Linked DNA regions of Gossypium hirsutum: region 2 is linked to region 1. A link is a contact called in public Hi-C data. All regions are on one chromosome and are shown on one strand. The core of a region is the stretch at or near the end of the contact, and the rest is flanking DNA. Distances in the headings are between cores, read along the strand shown.

Evidence for each region. Hi-C and Micro-C count contacts between places; a contact is called where the count stands out from the background.
Region 2: a Hi-C map of leaf shows a contact between it and region 1, with 2.9 times the contacts expected there. The contact joins the promoter of LOC107938161 here to the promoter of LOC107938164 in region 1. A contact is called at or near these places in 4 of 34 Hi-C or Micro-C datasets (all in leaf).

The regions. Positions count from the first base shown.
Region 1 is chrA08:101,727,966-101,732,779 of Gossypium_hirsutum_v2.1, forward strand. It overlaps LOC107938164 (UV-stimulated scaffold protein A homolog), which reads left to right and starts at 2,544. Exons shown (of 2, transcript XM_041074270.1): 1 at 2,544-2,824; 2 at 3,093-4,814. The coding sequence starts at 2,627.
Region 2 is chrA08:101,972,115-101,976,928 of Gossypium_hirsutum_v2.1, forward strand. LOC107938161 (replication stress response regulator SDE2) reads right to left here and starts at 2,597. Exons shown (of 3, transcript XM_016871235.2): 1 at 1,948-2,597; 2 at 1,312-1,861; 3 at 320-721. The coding sequence starts at 2,597. The coding sequence ends at 575. It overlaps LOC107938159 (beclin-1-like protein), which reads left to right and starts at 2,958. Exons shown (of 10, transcript XM_041074602.1): 1 at 2,958-3,783; 2 at 4,085-4,425; 3 at 4,519-4,689. The coding sequence starts at 3,633.

The DNA of each region.
Region 1 (4,814 bases), core at 1,294-3,793:
AAATGAACTGTATAAATAAGTGAATTAAGTCCGTTACCACCTCGTGTCCGACTTCGGCAACGGTCTCGGGTACGTGGTGTTACATTAGTGATCATCACTTTTAATGGCTCAATTACTATTTAAGGTCTGGTTCAATGTTTTATTAAATTCTATTAGTTAATGACTTGCAATTTGATTACTATAGTATGTTGGTTAATTATTCACTTAATTCCTTTTTTTATACAACTATCTAACTTCGTATTCCCATCAATTCCTCAATTTAAAGTTTTAAATGGCTAGTCTTAGAAAGTTCAACTTTAAATCGAGTTTTTAGGCACCAATAAAAATGGGGTCTTTACATGGAGTAACTTGCTCGTTAGCTAATTTAATTATTTGGTTAATGGGTTCATATTTTATAATAAGGACAATATAGTAAAATTTGCTTTTGAGTAATCTTACATTCCGTCAACCAAATACTTAAAACTTACATTTCAGCCAAATGAAACAAATAAGGTAATTTCACCTTACATCTGTAACCTTACATTCCCATAATCTTATTACAAAACGTAATCTAATATTTAATGAACCAGACGTCTGCTAAAAGCAAACTGTGATTTAGATTAAAAATGATAGATAAAAGAACTTTCAAATTATTTATTTTTATGAAATTATTAAAAATATGTAAAATTATAATTTTATTTAATAAAATAATAAGCATCATTTATTTTTAATAATTGGGGAGAGGAATGAAGATCATTGATATCGAACCTAAACTCTTATACCTAGAAATATAATACTCCTATCATTAGATTAAGAGGTTGTTGGCATTTTAATTAATTGTTTTATAACTATTTTAAATTATTTATTGCAATAAATGATAATATTTTTTATTTATTTTTATTTTTTTTATAACAAAGCCAAATATTATTATTTTCACGAATAATAACACTATACCTATCCATTTTTAAAGTTTCTAATCGAATATTTTTCTTTTACATTCCTGGAATTTTTCTTTTCGGTGAAAGACTTGAAAGGTTTTAACAAAATTTCCCAATGAATACAAATTTCATATAAAGTATAATCAGAAACATCAAGTAGATGGAAAGCCTAGTGTCGACACAATAAAAGAAATATAAAATCTATATGTATATTAAAAGAAAAGAAACTGTAATGTGTACGCATGATCAGTAATTAGGGTCAGCGTTCAATTAAATTAAATCAAATTGAATGAAAAAGATTTTGAGTTAATTATGTTGACAAATTTTATTTTATTATTTTAATTCGATTTAAATTTTTTTCAAATCGAGTTGAGTGAGATAAAATTCGAATCAAATTAAATCGAATATATTTGTTCGAGTTAAATTTTAAAAAATACTTTGGGTCTTTGTAGCTACTGTCAGCTATTGTAATCAAATTTGTTACTAACTTTCATCCCCTCATAATTTATTTATTAATCTTTTATATACAAGTTAGCTTCTTTGCTTGCTTAGTTACATTAATTATCTTCTGATTCTTGTCACCATGGATTTTGAAATTAAAAAATATATTAAATGTAAAAAAAATATGTTTTTTAATAAAAGATATTTTAATGATAAAATGTAAAATTGATACCAATAGAAAATTTTAACACAAATATTTTATGGCATCATCAATAGTTTAATTTTAACAGAAATTGATAAAGATTCAATATGATTAAACAATTTAATAATACAAATAATACAAAAATTTAATTTAATGATATAAATAGTAAACATAAATTTGAAAAAAAATTGAGGCTTAAAAGGAAGTAAAAGTTTTGCAGGGGTTTGGGAGAAGTAAAAATTTTGAGGAGAGGGTAAAAGAAAAAAATTTGGGGGTTGAGGGAAAGTAATTTTTTGTTGGGGAAAGTAAAAGGATTTGAGTGGAGGAATTGGTAAAATGGAAGTAAAAAAATTTTATATCTAATTTATTCGAATTCGAAAATTTAACTCAATTTAAACTTAAAATTAAAAAAAATCGAGTTGATATAATTAATTTAATTCAAATAATTTAAAATTTAATTTTTTTAATCAATTTTTTATAATCGAATAGAATTTTAAGAAAAGCAAGACATTTACTATTCTTCCTGCAAATGCTATGCAGATGCAAAGAAAACAAGTACACGATTAACTTTGTCCTTATTTATATCAATGCGGTGCAATCAGTGAAGGCAAAAATTATTGTCAGTTGCTCAAACTCAACTCGTTGAATTGACTGAAATAATGGTCTAAACGTAGCTCAATCAACAATTTATTTCAACTCACAGATTTAGCTGATTTAATGTAAATATTTTCAAAGTTGAAAATAATATAATTCGTTTGTAAAATGAAAAGAGAAATAATAATGATTAAAAAAAAAGAAATGCATAATAGGGCTAATTTAGTGTTTGGGCTAGATTTTGACAGCACACAAAACCTCCAAAGGGCCATGCTGAAGGCCTGTAAACCAAATTTTAACCATTCCCTCAGCCTTAGGCCTTAGCCCAGTCCAGTATTCGCCTCTATCCGTGTTAATTGTTGACTTTGCTCGCAACGGAATTTCGCGGATAAGTTATTATAATATGATGCAATATAAATTAGGGATTTTGAAAAATAAATAACAAGAATTGGAAAACTCATAACATCGGGGCATGGCGATGCCGGTGGAGATGGAGATGGAGGAGAGAGGAAAAGTCGGGGCTTTGATAGAAAAAGCCACGAACTCGACTGCCTCCGAGGTTGATCCACGTCTTCTCAAAGCAATCAAATCAGTGGTGCGGTTCTCCGATTCGGAGCTACGACTCGCCGCCCATACCCTCATGGACCTCATGAAACGCGATCATTCCCAGGTCTTCTATCTATCCTTCTCTAACGAGTTAGTAAATAAGTGGATTTTGATTTCGGTTAAATTTCCCTTTCTTTCTTCAATTTTAGTTTCCTTGCCTAATGCACGTTCTGCAATTGGATTTCTAGGGCATCCAGTCTTTATTGTTGTAACGAAATTCAGGATCCTTTTAACTATTAATAATTTATTTTCTTTTCTAAATTGAAAAAGGAAAATGCTAAGAGATTGGTGTTCGAAGGAATTTGAGTTTTTGAGACTTGCTATTATTGCAGGTTCGTTATCTCACGCTTCTTATAATTGATGAACTTTTCATGCGGTCTAGGCTTTTTAGAACCCTTTTGGTTGAGAACTTAGATCAGTTATTGGCCTTAAGTGTTGGGTTTAGAAGAAATATGCCGCTCCCAGCTCCTCCGGCTATTGCATCAACTTTGCGTTCCAAGGCAATTGAGTTCTTAGAGAAGTGGAATGCATCTTTTGGGGTTCATTACAGGCAGCTTAGGTTAGGTTTTGATTATCTTAAGAATACTCTCAGGTTTCAGTTTCCTAACCTTCAGGAGACTGCAGCAAGGATAGAACGAGAGAGGAGGGAAAGAGAGAGAAGGACTAGGGAGATTTTACAGAACAAGTTTGAAACGCTGAAGATGAATTTTAGTTCTGTTAAGGAAGAAATACAGGCTACAGTTGATGAGATAGGAGAATGTTTAGATATTGTTCGCACTAAAGTGGAAGGCATGCCACACGTCTTATTGGATGACGAAGATTTTGTAGAGTTTCGATCTTCTGAGTTGAGGCAGATCCGTCTTGATTCATTAAAGGAAGGAGAAAAGGTTCATGAGAACAGCGATAACAAAGTGGTTTTCGATGCATTAAGAGAGCTGTATAAGCTTTTAGTAACCAAGCATCTGGTTTCAGTACAAGAATGGATATCTCTTCTTGTAAGGGTTGAAGTGGCTGACAACAGGTCACGAGATTCCATGTTGAAGGACTTGATTGATATCCGAAACAGTCTCATATCTGTGAAGAAGGATTGTGAAGAATCTGGTTGTACTTTACCCAAAACTGTGAATAAAAACGAAGAAGAGGAGGAAGACTTCTGGGAGGAAGGTAATTTGGGATTGACTGAGAATGGAAGTACTACTGAACCTGAGAAGCGAAGGGAGGTTCAAAGTTCCAACATTGAAAAGAGAAGTAAATCTGTGGAGGATAGGAATTCTAAGAAGTCTAATAAACAGAGTGGAAATCTTGCTAAAGTGTCAGCTTCTTGCAAGGTGAAAGCCAAAGATAAAGAATGCAGTAGTTCTAAGGGCAAAGAGTGTTCGGGTAGTGAAAAGTCTGTTAGGAGTGAGCTTTTGGCTGAAGCTCCAGTTCTCAGGTGGGGTTCTTTCATGGATAATTGGGGCTCAGTCTCTAATAAGGATACATTATTAAATCAGAAAGGCTTGGAGTTTGACAATCACTGGGGAAGAGTAGATTATGATGCCGTGATTCCAGCCGAGAAAATTGCAGAATTGAATCTTCAGTCGATTGTTTACCAGGAAAACTTAGGAGAGATCCAACCATGTCGTGCACCTTTGAAAAAAGGTGGACTTTGTCAGAGAAGAGACTTGAAGGTTTGCCCATTTCATGGGCCCATTATACCTCGTGATGATGCAGGAAACCAAATCAATCAGAGTTCTTCAATAGATGATACAGATCCTGGTTTAGGCTCTGATTTAGCAGAGCAGTTAGCAAAACAAGCTGTGAAGAATGTTAGGGAGCGAGATAAAGAGGATGCGAGGAAGAGAAAACTTGATAAACAGTCATTACAGCGGGAAAAGCTAGCAAGAGTTCGGGAGCACAATGATGCTGTTCTTCGTGATGCTGCAATAGCTTCAACATCAAGATCAACAGTTTTTGGAGAAGACATGGGGGAAACTGTTGGTGAGAATCCAGTTGGGAGAAACAAACAAACTCTAGCATCAATGCTGCGGAAGAAAGTTACAATGAAAGATAGG
Region 2 (4,814 bases), core at 1,347-3,846, 240 kb after region 1:
ATGACATATATATATTGCAATGTAAATATCATATTAACAATTAATTAATTAATTACTAACGTAACATATACATGACAATCTACTTGTATGTCACGTTAGTAAAGTAAATAAATTTAATTTTTTCAGTGATTTGATTTAAGGATGAAAAAAAAAGAAAACGAAAAATTAAATGAAAAGTTAAAATGAATTATTATTATTATTTTTTATGAAATTGAAGTCCCGATTGTATCTTACTGTAAACCATTCCAAATATATTGAGACCTGAAATATTCCATTTTATCAAAAGAATAGACAAGAACGCAAAGAATTGGGGTTTCAATTAGCTAAAACACCACATTCTTATCACCATTATCATTCCACAAATCTCAAAATTCAGTTTAGGCGAAGTGTAACTTACAGAGACCATTAGTTAATATCCCCTCATAGCTAACAGTGTTTTAGCTTACAAGAACCAACTTATACAATATTGAACAGAAGCGAAAGAAATATATACATTTCTCCGTTTGACAAAAAGGAACACTCCTTAGCAATACACTATGAGGTGATATGAAGCCTTAGCCTACTACATAGCTTTTCACTTCTTCGCAAGCAGCTTCCTTGGAAGCTTATCTAAAGGGGTAGATTTTAGCAGGAACAGACGAGCAGCTCGCTCTTGCAAAGTACCCCCACATTTTAGCCCACGTGACTGCAGTTCAGATTTCAACCGCTCCAATCCAAGAACCTTTTGAAATGATAAATTAGTTTGCCCCCCCCCCCCCCCAAAAAAAAAAAAGGATAAATTAGTTAGTTCTGAATCAACATTGAGCATTATAAAGGCAACAGCATCACCATGTGGCCCATGACAATTTAATGCATATGCCATTTTTAACTTCATTCCATGGTATCCTTTCTTCAATTCTCTAGTTTATATCATCCAACTACTTTTTTAACATCAACACGAAGACACTGCCTAAATAACATCAAACAGCTATGGCAGGATTTAAGCTTTAAGCTAAAGGAAAGCATTTAATAAAATTGCAACAACAAACTAAAGTAAAAAGGGTGAGAGACCGAAAGTTGTATCGCTTCTTCCACCTCCTAGATGCATCAATGGTATCAATCTCTATACAAGGGTGAGAATAACAAGGGCTAGAATGAACAGACAGCCCAAATAGTTCGGATTTATTTGTTAGCAAGTTTATAAACAATGTCTTTCAAACCATCTAAAATTCTATATCTACAAACTTTAATGATTAAAAAAGGAAATAAACAAGCACTCAAAATTAGCTAAGCCTAGGAAATAGGAAAAGAACTTCAAGTGAGCAACCATACCTCCATCTCTGCAGAAGAATTAAAGTCATCAAAGTTCAATGGATTTTCTGGTTCTGTAGCATTAACATTTGAAACTAATGTGTCTTTGTGAACTTCTGGTTTTGGGATAGAAGAACAATTAAGTCCATCAATCAATTCACTTCCAACTCCATTTTCCGCAACCGGATCAGCACTGAGACATTGACTAACTATTTCCTCTTGATTTTGAGTTTTAGTTCCATTTTGTTCTGGCATCTCAGGATGAGCTGCTTCACTCCCAGCAATCACATCTGCTTCAACCATGGCATCAACATCTTCACAAGATTCCGAGCTTCGATGCAGAACAACCTCCTTCTCTTCCTCAGAACCAGTACCACTTGAGACTCCAATTGAAAAGTCTATATCCTGTTTTCCCCCCAAAACTGAACCACAACTCCCCTCAGCTCCCTTACTAGAATCTGAATGATTCCCATTGTTCAAAACTACAGATTTCTCATTTTCCTCATTATCTTCATCCTCACTGCTATAATCACTGTCACTATCACTCTCATCCACTTTCCTCTTTCCCATCCTATATAAGCAAACAAAAATAAGTCAACAATCTATATATCAATACCAACCTTATAAACGGCAAATCAAAAGAGCTTAAAAACTTACCAAATCTTCAATCTTTTGGGGTCAGCTCCTCCCGGCACTGTCTTCCGTTTTCCATTTTGGCAGGCCGCCCTAACGGACTCTTCAACCACCGCCACGCACCTCGCCGACTGCTCTCTGTACTTCTCTACGTACTTCTCGGCCTCTCCATCTCCAACTCCTTTTTTCCCAGTTTTTGCTTTCTTCTTTATGAAGTCTTCAGCGATCTTCTCCAACTTTCTCTGTTCTTCCTCCGCTTTCCACTCCTCCAACCTCTTCTCGGCATTTACATGCCTTAGCCTCCTTCCGCTCATGTCTCGGCACGCCTCGAAATTGCTTGTCTTTTTCTGCCCGGCCTTTGTGGCTGCGCCACGCAGCAGAGACCCGAAACCTCCTTTGCCACCGAGGAGCCGGAGGGAAAGGTTGAGGGTAGCGTTGGAGTGGGAAATCACCGAATCGTCCTTGAGTTGATGGCCGCGAATCAGTCGCTGGAAATTGAAAGGGATTTGGGTAAATTCCTGAATTCGGTGCTTGACATCGCCGACTTGGACTTGAAGGGTCGGGAATAGGAGCGACAAAGTTTCACCATTGAGAAGTTTAACGAACAGCTGTAACTGCCTTGGGTTCAGGTCCTTCATGTCGATATCGTCTCCGCTGATTTGATCATCTTCCATAACAGGTACGTGTCCGTGATTTCAAGATGAAGATTTGGGGATCAGGGGAAAAGGAGAAACTAGGGTTGGGATCCTGATTATAAACCTAATTTCCCGAGTAGTCCATCTTTAATATATTGGGTGTTCGGGTCAACTCCGCCGGGTAACGGAGAATCCTTAAAAGAAAAGGCAAAAAAATGTTTAATTCATCAGAAGGCCTCAATTTTATAATATAAATTTTAAATTGATCCCAAACTTCAAAACATTTTAATTGTATCTTTAAAGTATTAATATTCTATCAACCAAATTCTTGTATCACCTTAGTCATTAGCTTGGATATCAAACATCAATTTAAATATGAGGTGAAACACATTTAATCACATAGTTCAAATTATAAATATATTTATTTATCATATGGACAATTTGGATCACACATGTTAATAAAATAACTTTCTTAAATTTATTAGCTCAATATACTTTTTAATATATCATATTCAAATTATTCATAAATGTAGGTACAAAGTTATTTGGTGTTTAATCCACTTGTTTTGATTTTTAAATATGCTTTATATCAAGTTTGAACTAATATCTAATGTTGAAATTAATACACATGCTGACATAGGGTAGGTTTGGATGGACGATATGTTTATCTGCGATTAATGTAAAGACAGTAGTGGCGGTGATATTAGGTATTGCACTAATATTGTAGCGTGAGACAAAAAGTAAGCTAAATGCACTGCACCCCACCGCACTCCACCGTCCGTCCAAACCCACCCATAATGACCTAATAGATATAATATTTATATTTTAAATATTTGATTAGAAGTTTAGAGAATAATTTAAACTTTAAGCAATAGTGTAGGGACTATTAGTGAAATTAATCCAAAAGTCGTTGGGCCTGGTCACAAAAAACCTGTCATAAAAACTGTTATGATTTCTTTTGTAATGTTTTACTTGGACGGCTCAACAATCGAAACAACGAAACCCTCCATCTCTCTCTCCCCTGATTGCCCGACAGCCCGAAAATCTCCCTTCACATAGAATTCGATTAGCTAAATGAAGAAGGAATATATACCCGATAAAGGTCGGAGCTTACCCGTGGATCCAAATCTCCCCAAATGGATCTGCCAGAACTGTCACCATTCCCTCTGTATCGTCGGATTCGATTCCTACGTCGACAAGTTCCCCAACGACTCTTCTCGATCAGGTTAGGGTTTCTCCAATCTCTTCCTTTTTAAATTTCTGCTTCTGCCCAGTTGTTGAATTTAATATTTTTTCGGTTTAATTAGCTGAGGATTAATTCTTTTCGATTTTGAAGTGGTCTGAGTTGCAAAACTTATAAAATTGGGGATTTTCTATTATCTTCATGTACTGATGCTGGAATTGGGACCAAAACACAGTGGATTCTTCAATTATTTTATTTGGCTACTAAGTACTAAACCTGACTATAATAGCAGTATTTCAAGCTGATGTTCCTTGCTAAGAAAATTGATGTATGAATGATGCAGCAATGCAGGGGGCTTCGATACATGGAGCTAGCAGCATGCTGGGTTCAACACGAATGGATAACTCTTTCGTCGTGCTGCCAAAGCAAAAGCCCTTGGCCCCAGGAATCCCTCCACGACCTCGTGGCATTCCTGGTCAGCCTGATACTGGCCAAGCTAGGAAAGGTATGGAAGAATCATTTGTGGTGGTTGATAAATCAGAGTCTGCTTCTGATGGAAGTGGGACGCAATTACCATCGTCAGAAGGTGGACCAAGCAGTTCTTTGCAGCCGAACAACTCTGGATTTCACTCAACTATTACTGTCCTGAAGAATGCATTTGAGATTGCCACGACTCAGACACAGGTATTGCTCATTTTATTGCTTTTCCAGTTTGGTGCTTCATTGTTGTAGAGAGGATATATTTATACTCTTTTATTATGCATTCGGCATTTTTAGGTTGAACAACCATTATGCCTTGAGTGTATGAGGGTGTTGTCTGACAAACTTGACAAGGAGGTTGAAGATGTGACTAGGGATATCGAAGCATATGAAGCCTGTCTTCAGCGCCTGGAGGGGGAACCACGAGATGTACTCAGCGAGACTGATTTTTGTAAGGAGAAATTAAAGGTAACTGTTAGGCAGTTTCTATGAGTAACTTATATGATAAAGGATAAATGATTCCTCATGCTAGTACTTTAATTTGCAGAGAGAATTGTTAAGGGCTTTTTAATATTTTCTAATGTCTAGACACT